Regions from separate parts of the Astyanax mexicanus genome. Here region 2 is linked to region 1. Evidence: chromatin contacts called from public Hi-C data. All regions are on one chromosome and are shown on one strand. The core of a region is the stretch at or near the end of the contact, and the rest is flanking DNA. Distances in the headings are between cores, read along the strand shown. Region 1 holds the start of smurf2 (SMAD specific E3 ubiquitin protein ligase 2). Region 2 overlaps smurf2 (SMAD specific E3 ubiquitin protein ligase 2).

What was found. A called contact is a pair of places that touch in the nucleus more often than the background predicts.
Region 2: a Hi-C map of muscle shows a contact between it and region 1, with 12 times the contacts expected there. The contact joins the enhancer-like site here to the promoter of smurf2 in region 1. A contact is called at or near these places in 2 of 3 Hi-C or Micro-C datasets (both in muscle).

Annotation. Positions count from the first base shown.
Region 1 is chr19:37,946,001-37,949,999 of AstMex3_surface, reverse strand. smurf2 (SMAD specific E3 ubiquitin protein ligase 2) reads right to left here and starts at 2,224. Exons shown (of 20, transcript XM_049467631.1): 1 at 1,750-2,224. The coding sequence starts at 1,801. kpna2 (karyopherin alpha 2 (RAG cohort 1, importin alpha 1)) reads right to left here. Exons shown (of 10, transcript XM_022665047.2): 10 at 3,537-3,789. The coding sequence ends at 3,700.
Region 2 is chr19:38,018,488-38,022,486 of AstMex3_surface, reverse strand. smurf2 (SMAD specific E3 ubiquitin protein ligase 2) reads right to left here. Exons shown (of 20, transcript XM_049467631.1): 13 at 3,979-3,999; 14 at 2,091-2,205; 15 at 1,777-1,955; 16 at 1-49. Among protein-coding and RNA genes, the nearest start is that of ddx5, 13 kb to the left of the region's middle. Within about 2 kb of position 1,881, the one cell type or tissue checked has an H3K27ac peak away from gene starts, as active enhancers do.

The DNA of each region.
Region 1 (3,999 bases), core at 975-3,474:
GCAAACCCCAGCCATACCAAACAAGTATAGATAGCTAACTTAATTTAAAGTCTCTGAAACATTTAAGAAAATGTACCACCTATTACCAAACTAAAACTTAAAGCAATTATGTTTTTCTTATCTTATTAGTAATGGCTGACTCTATAAATGGTCCGATCATGCCACACAACCTTTTGATTAAAGGCTGCTTTTGGTATTTTAAAATGCTGAATCAGATGCACTTCCAGATTTTATAAAAACAGCATTGTTAAAATTCAATGTATCAATGAACGGCACCATTAAATATTTCACTTTTATTTAAAGTGATGTAAACTTCATTCAAATATACAAAATGCAGATTCAAAAACATAGCTATGACTTATGTCAGCTTTAAAACTCCAGACGGAGATGGTGAAACAACTGGTTAACAGATTATGATTTATAACATCTGAACACTTAACCTATGGATCTTTTCAATTCTTTTTGAAATATGAAGCAAATCACAGGTTCAAAACACAAAAAGCATTGTAAAAATATTACATTTATGAATATTATAACATCAAATATTGAAATATTACTAGGTACATTGAATTCAAATATAGAAACAAGTATACAAACTGCAGATTTAACTACGTACTTAGCTTAGCTCTGCTTTTAAGCTCCACAGAAATTATGTTAGCTAATATTAGCAATTGGAGCTCAAAATTACAGTGTCATTACATATATAAACATATATATTTGCTAGCTATTATAAGACTTAGAATCCTGCAGTAATTAACCATTAATTCCCGTTAAATAAGCAGAGAGAAAAAGAGGAGAGAATGAAAGGGACTGAATGACTGAAAAATAAATATTTATGGATATATTTTTTTTATTATAAAGCACATTTCAACACCTCAGTTTAAAACGAAAATAAAAACTATGTTAAACGGATTAAAACTAAGAATATTACACCAATAAATACTTAACGTTAAATATTTGAAGTTTCTAAAAGGCAAAGTACATTTAAGTCAAATATAAGCTAGATAGCTAACCCATCTATTATTAGACGTAACTTGAATTCTGCAGTAATTAACTACTATTTCCCTAAACAAAATAAGTAGAGAGAAAGAGGAGAGAATGAAAGAGTGAATAAAGTGAGAAATAAATGTCTGGTATGTGGTAAATAAATGACTACGTCTAGGAACCATTTATGGATCTAATTTTAAATTATAAAGGATATTTCACCACCTCACAGGTTAAAAACAGAAAAAAGCACTGATAAAACGATTAAAACTATGAGTATCACACTATTAAATACTTAAATATTTCACGTTTATTAATAGCAAATAACATTTTGATCAAACATTGGCTAAATAATGTTAAACATTGCAAATTAAACTAGTTAAATACTTAACCTAGCTAACCAAACGCTGGGTTATAACCTAGGCTTTTAAGCTCCATAGCAACCAAGCTAGCTAGCCTAGCTAATCACAGCTAGCAGGACTAGCCAGCCTCATAGATTACGATAGGTTAGCTAGCTAGTTAGCTAACTACCCATCAATAGGAGCTCAGACTTAGCCAGCTAACTATTTAATAATTAAACGTATAGTTAAATTAGAACTATCTTTTATTAGACGATACATTTTGCAGATATTTACTCATTCATGCTATGCTAGCTACTTAGCTTAGCCTACTCGAATACGCTACAGCTAAGCGCTAGCTACACCAAAGCCGCTGCTGGCGGCTGTCTCTCGCAGCTTCATCATCTTCAGCTTCCAGCGCTCTTACCTGTTAAACGCAACTTCACAGGCCCGTTTCTCCTTCCCCCTTGATTAGACATGTCCCTTATCTTTCCAGCTTGGTCGGAGAAATCCCGTGTTAAAGCCCCGGTTTGTTTTTTATTGCCCGTTTTCTGCTCGTTGCGCTGAGCCAGCCTGGCCGCTTTCTCTCACTCACAGTGAGCTGGGAATAATAATGGAGGCGCTGCGCTATGGCCCGGATGTGCACGGAGCCGCTGCTGGAGCCATGTCCACTCACTCTCTACACTAGCTACGTGCAGTTTTCTCAGGTTAAAAAGCGGTTTAGACGGTGATAAATCGGTTTAAAACGGAGTATTGGGTTTGATGGAGCTGTACGCGCCTCTCCTGAGCCCATTCAGTGAGGAGGACTGAGTATAAGCCTGGGGGAAAAGTTGAGCAGAGAGGGAGACACTGCTACTAGGGAGCTGAACACCCTACTGCCTACAGTCCGTCACTGCCTACTGGCATATGTTCAGATCTGGAGGGGAGGGGAGAGAGAGGGAGAGAGGGAGAATAGATGATAGAGAGAAAAAGAGAGATGTGAGAATAGGATAGTGTGAGACCAAAAGAATAAATGGAAGTAGGGGGAAAAAAAAGGGAAGAGAGAATTAGTAAAGGGAAAAAAAAGACACTAAGAAACAAAAAAAAGATTATATAAGAGGCAGGGAGAATAAAAGGAGAAAGAAAATGAGAATATGTACAAAAGAGCAAGAAAAAGAAAATTTAAGAATAGGAATGGAGTGAGAATGAGGGGTAGAAAATGAGCAAAAAAATGTGAGAAAGATGAGGTAAGTGGCAGAGAGAATCAAAGGGGAAACTGAAAAAATATATATGGAGAAAAAGAGCAATAAAAATTAGATGAGAGTTTAGGAGAGAAAAAAAAAATGAGAGAATGAGACTAAAAGAGTGCAAGAATGAAGGGGAAAGGATGGACCGAGCAAGAGAGAAAAAGATGAGAACAAGAGGCAAAGAGAACCCAAGAGGGGATAATTGAAGAAAAAGAGAGGGGGGGGGGGGGGGGAAATTGGAGGAAGGAGAAAAGAAAAAAAAAATTAAAATGAGCAAGAGAAAAATGTGAGAATAGGGAGAGAGAATGAAAGATTACAGTAAAAGAACAGTGAGAGATTATATAAAAAGAGGCAACAAAAATAAAATAGGGAAAATAGAAAAAAAAAAGAGAATATGGAGAATGAAAGCAAGAAAAACTGACAGAATAAAAAAAAGGAAAGAATGAGGTAGAGAATGAGCAAGAGAAAAATGTGAAAATATGGAGGAGATAGTGAGACCAAAAGTGCTAGAATGAGTAGAGGGGAAAATAAGAGACTGAGTGAGAAAGATTAGATAAAAGATGCAGAGAAAAAGAGGGAGAATGGAAAGAACATTGAGAGTGAGAGCAAGAATGAGTCAGAAAAAGATTGAGACAGAATTAAAGAAAAGGAGTAAAAATATACAAAAAGGGGGTATTGAGAGACTGAGTGGCAGAGACCGAAGAAAGTAACAGAATCAGACAGAGCCCCCCCCCCCCCCCCCAAAAAAAAAAAAAAAAAAAAAAAAAAAAAAGAAAAAAAAAAAAAAAAACACACACCTCTCTTATTCTAGTTCTCCCCTTTACCTGCCACATTGTGTTATGGGCCAGTTCCCTATACATGGTTTATGCCTACTCCAGGACTACTGAGCATTTTTCATGAAGATTTCCCATTAAAAAAAAAAAAAATTAAATAAAATGAAAAAAAATTAATCTCCAAAGTCACAGTCAAAAGTATTTCAACCACACTGTTTCTCATTTGTTTATTTATTTTATTTACACTATAATAAAATGGACAGTTCCATATGTACAATTCTGAAGAACAGAGACGCCCATCACATCACAAACACTGAACAAGAAGACAGAACATATAGAACACATCCGCACAACAGGAGCAGGGACAGAAGAAGAGGTTTAGAAGTTGAAAGTGCCTTGGTTGTCATTAATCTGGAACGCATAGCCATCGGTTGTAACTTCAGGAGCCACACATTCATCCTCTTCCTCCTGAAAGAAGGGTAATTCAATAAAAAAATGAATACTGTACATTAAAGAGGTCTAAAGTCCATATTGACAAAAAAACTAGATTTTTTTGTTGCATAATTTATATTTGCTTGTTTTAAACATTAGATTTCTTTATTAATCCTACAGCAGTAAAACTCACAAAAATCACAATGTAACTATATTACAGCAGTGGTACACAGTTATATATAAATG
Region 2 (3,999 bases), core at 632-3,131, 73 kb before region 1:
GTGTTCTACACAGAACGTGTGGTCCAGCACTCCTGTGATGTCATTATCACTGAGAAAACAAATGGGAAAACATAAGAGAAATGTTAAAAAAAAATAAAATAAAATAAGAGACCACTTAAAAATGATGAGTTTCTTCAATTTTTCCAAATTAAAAACCTCTGGAATATAATCAAGAGGAAGATGGATGATCACAAGCCATCAAACCACCAAACTGAACTGCTTGAATTTTTTGCACCAGGAGTGAGTAGCATAAAGTTATCCAAAAGCAGTGTGTAAGACTGGTGGAGGAGAACATGATGCCAAGATGCATAAAAACTGTGATTAAAAACCAGGGTTATTCCACCAAATATTGATTTCTGAACTCTTAAAACTTTATGAATATAAACTTGTTTTCTTTGCATTATTTGAGATCTGAAAGCTCTGCACCTTTTTTGTTATTTCAGCCATTTCATGACAATATTTTTTAATTTGGAATTTGGGAGAAATGCTGTCTGTAGTTTATAGAATAAAACAACAAAGTTAATTTTACTCAAACATAAACCTATAAATAGCAAAATCAAAGAAACTGATTCAGAAACGGAAGTGTTTTTTTTTAGAGCTGTATTTTCACATTATATAACGTACAGAAATACAGCACAGTACAGTAATATACCAATGTTAATGTGGGATTGAAAGTTTGACTCAATAACTACTCAAAGAGAAAAGATTCAACATCATTAACCCAACTTATGTATAATGATGTTCATACTGATATGCCAAAAGTCATGGGACAGCAGTAAGCACAATGATCATATGGTTTTGATCAATACGTCTGTAGAAGATGAAATATCAACTCTTCAGCTATTTACTCTTTAAGTAAAAGTGTTTAAAAAGTACTGGATTCAAAACTACTTAAAGTATAAAAGTAAAAGTAATGTAAGGAAAAAAAATAAAGCCATTAAGAACAAAAGCTTAGGCCACGCCCACAGAGTCCTATAGTGCACTACCCGCCTCCCCAAAAAACATTTATCTAAAAGCCATAATGACTATAATGTTATATTAATTATTAAAATGTTAATGTTGATAATATAATTTGCGATGCACTAGGCTCTCTACTGTTTCAGCTGCATATGTTCCCTATGCATATGTGAAAATATATGTATTTCAGTAGCTACAATGTAAATATATTAAAGAAGCATAGGTGGACTGGAGTTTGTCTGGAGTTCTTTTGAGTCTCTGCACGGATCATCTTCATACTAGACTACATACGTCTGCTATGTTCTTGCTGGAGTGTGTGTCTGGGGGGGGTGTGTGTGCAGGTGTGATGGATCACAGTATAAACCAATAGGGTGTCGGAATGGTATATATTTATACTTCTCTACATCCAATCACATTCAGATCTCATCACTCTATCTGGATGGAGAGATTTATCTGGATAGGGGTTTTATTGAACGATGAGAAGCTGCAATGAAAACAAGCTGAAATTAAATAGGAGTAACGAGGCTATTTTTATTTAAATGTAAGGAGTAGAAAGTTCAGATAATTGTGTGAAAATGTGGGAGGTAGAAGTAAAAAGTCGTCCGAAAAATAGGAATAGTAGAGATTACTAACATTTCTACTTAAGTAAGACTTAACAGACTTAAGAGTTCATTAGCTTCCATGGGACATGACAAAAGTCATGGAACACCCTTCCTGCTCCCATGACTCTCATGATATTTCAGTGTACATATAAAAACATGTTCTAATAACTCTTTTAAACAGATTAAACAGCCTAAATGCACATGAACAAGCACTTACAGGATCCAGACCAGACTGTTGTGGAGGTCAGGGTCCACAGACTCCATGTCATCCAGGGTGATGGGTTTGCCCAGCAGCTGTTTGTAGAAGGGCAGGGTGAAGCCGCCATCGATGTAGTGGCCGTGGAACACAGCCATGCCCATTATTCGGCCCACGAAGTGGAAGTAGGACAAGTGTTCCTAAAACGAAAAAGCAGTTTTAGGATCAATAATTGATGAACATATTGCACCAGCAGAGCAGAGGTTCTCCACATGGCTGAAAAAAGCCAAATAGGACAGTTAGAGTCTGTCTCAGTGAGAAATGCAGTTCTGTACCGGGTTAACGGCGGAGTCTGGGTTGATCTGTAGAGTGTAGATGTCATCTCGTGAGTACTGGAAGAGCCCGTAGTATGGATTCAGCATCTCGTGAGAGAGGAGGTACAGCCACTCCCTGCGTTCACACACAAACACGGACAAATTAGGCACAGTAGGCCTTTCAGTCCTTTCATCATAATTACGATATTGATTAATTGTACAAATGCTCAAATTGTGAATGTGAATGAGCTGCTGTGTCTATTCTGTTTAAAAGCAATGGTTTTATTTCATTTATGTTTTACTTTATTAGGATTTTTTAACCTTTTTGTCCTTTTTACCGATCCAGGTTCTACTCCACAACTTAACAACTTAACATGAACCCACAGCAGCTTCAGTCTGTAACCGAGAGCTAATACCATTACCCAGCTTTTGTTCTGGGTAAAATGCCATTTGTTTGGAGATATTTTAGTCTGGAAAAGCCAACAAAGCAGCACACTTATCTAGTCTTGGACTGCACAACAGTTTAAATGGATTTTCCCCATTAAAAGAAAAAAAAAAAGGCAAGAATTAGGCTTAATCGCTGTCTGCGAATTCATCTCTAAATAAATAAATAAATAAATACAGAAATAAAGGTTCACGCATGGAAATATTAAAATAGATTCCTAATATCATTTTACGTGTGTATTTTTCCATGACAAAATGTATAAGATTGTATTTATCTATACAATTATTCATGTGTGTATTTATTAATTTATTTATTAATACAACTATTAATTTGTGTATGTATGTATTTATGTATTCATTCATTCATTCATTCATTTGTGTTAATTTATTTATTTATATCTAAAACTGTAGTCTGTTTAGCCTCATGATGTAACCTTAAGCGCAACACCAAAAATAACAGTGATAATATAAAAAAAGAACAATGTAAAATAATTCCTATGAATAAATATAAAAATAAGTCTTTCATCAGAATTATCAGAAGAAATAATAATAAAAAATAATCCAATCCTAATGTCTCAATATTCTTAATAATTAACATTTTACTGTGCTTTAAAATACTGTATTTACTGTATTATTATATTTTGAACAAATCAGTGGCATAAGTTTTATCACAATGATTTCTGGGACTTTATATTGTCCGAAATAAATTCACTATATAATGTTCACTATAGAAAAGCAGCTTTTAGTTACAATCAGGTGATGCACTTCCCACTGGTCCCCACCAGAGGGACTAGTGTCCAGACTACCTTCATATAAAAGGAGGCAGATCAGACCAGATCGACTGATCTCTATGAATGACATTTTTGTCTAGATATGTTTTTATTTCTATTTTTCAAGTCTTAGGTAATGCGATACTTTATATGTATAAGACGATGTATAAGTAGCAAATTTACTTCCATTCGTTCCGCCATGAAATATGGTACCAAAAGCGAAGAGCAATTTTTGTTTTAACTACAAATTGCTAGCTGAATTATTCTCAATCCTGACAACAGAGTTACCGGTATGTTACTTCACTTGTTGTCATGAGACCCTGTGGCTGCTTAAAACTGAGCTGGGCAGTGATACTCCATGACTATGGTTGAAAAACAGTTTAAGGTCATTAGTAGAGATGCACCAAAATGAAACATTTGTTTAAAACCCCTTTTCCCACCAATGAATAGATTAAAAGCAAATGCAATTAAAAAAACAAAAATGATTATAACTTAAAAATACTGACTATAGACAGAACTAGTATATTAATAATTGTTGGGTTCAAAGGATATGTTTTTAAACTAAATGTTCTCACTTATTTGTCCGAACACCTAGTATTTTTTTAGCCATCATTGAATGATTTATTTCAGTTTATAACATTCAGTGCATCCCCAGCGATTATTTTCACAAATCTATTTCACAATCAGAGTCAGACCTGGCCACGCCTCCATAGTCC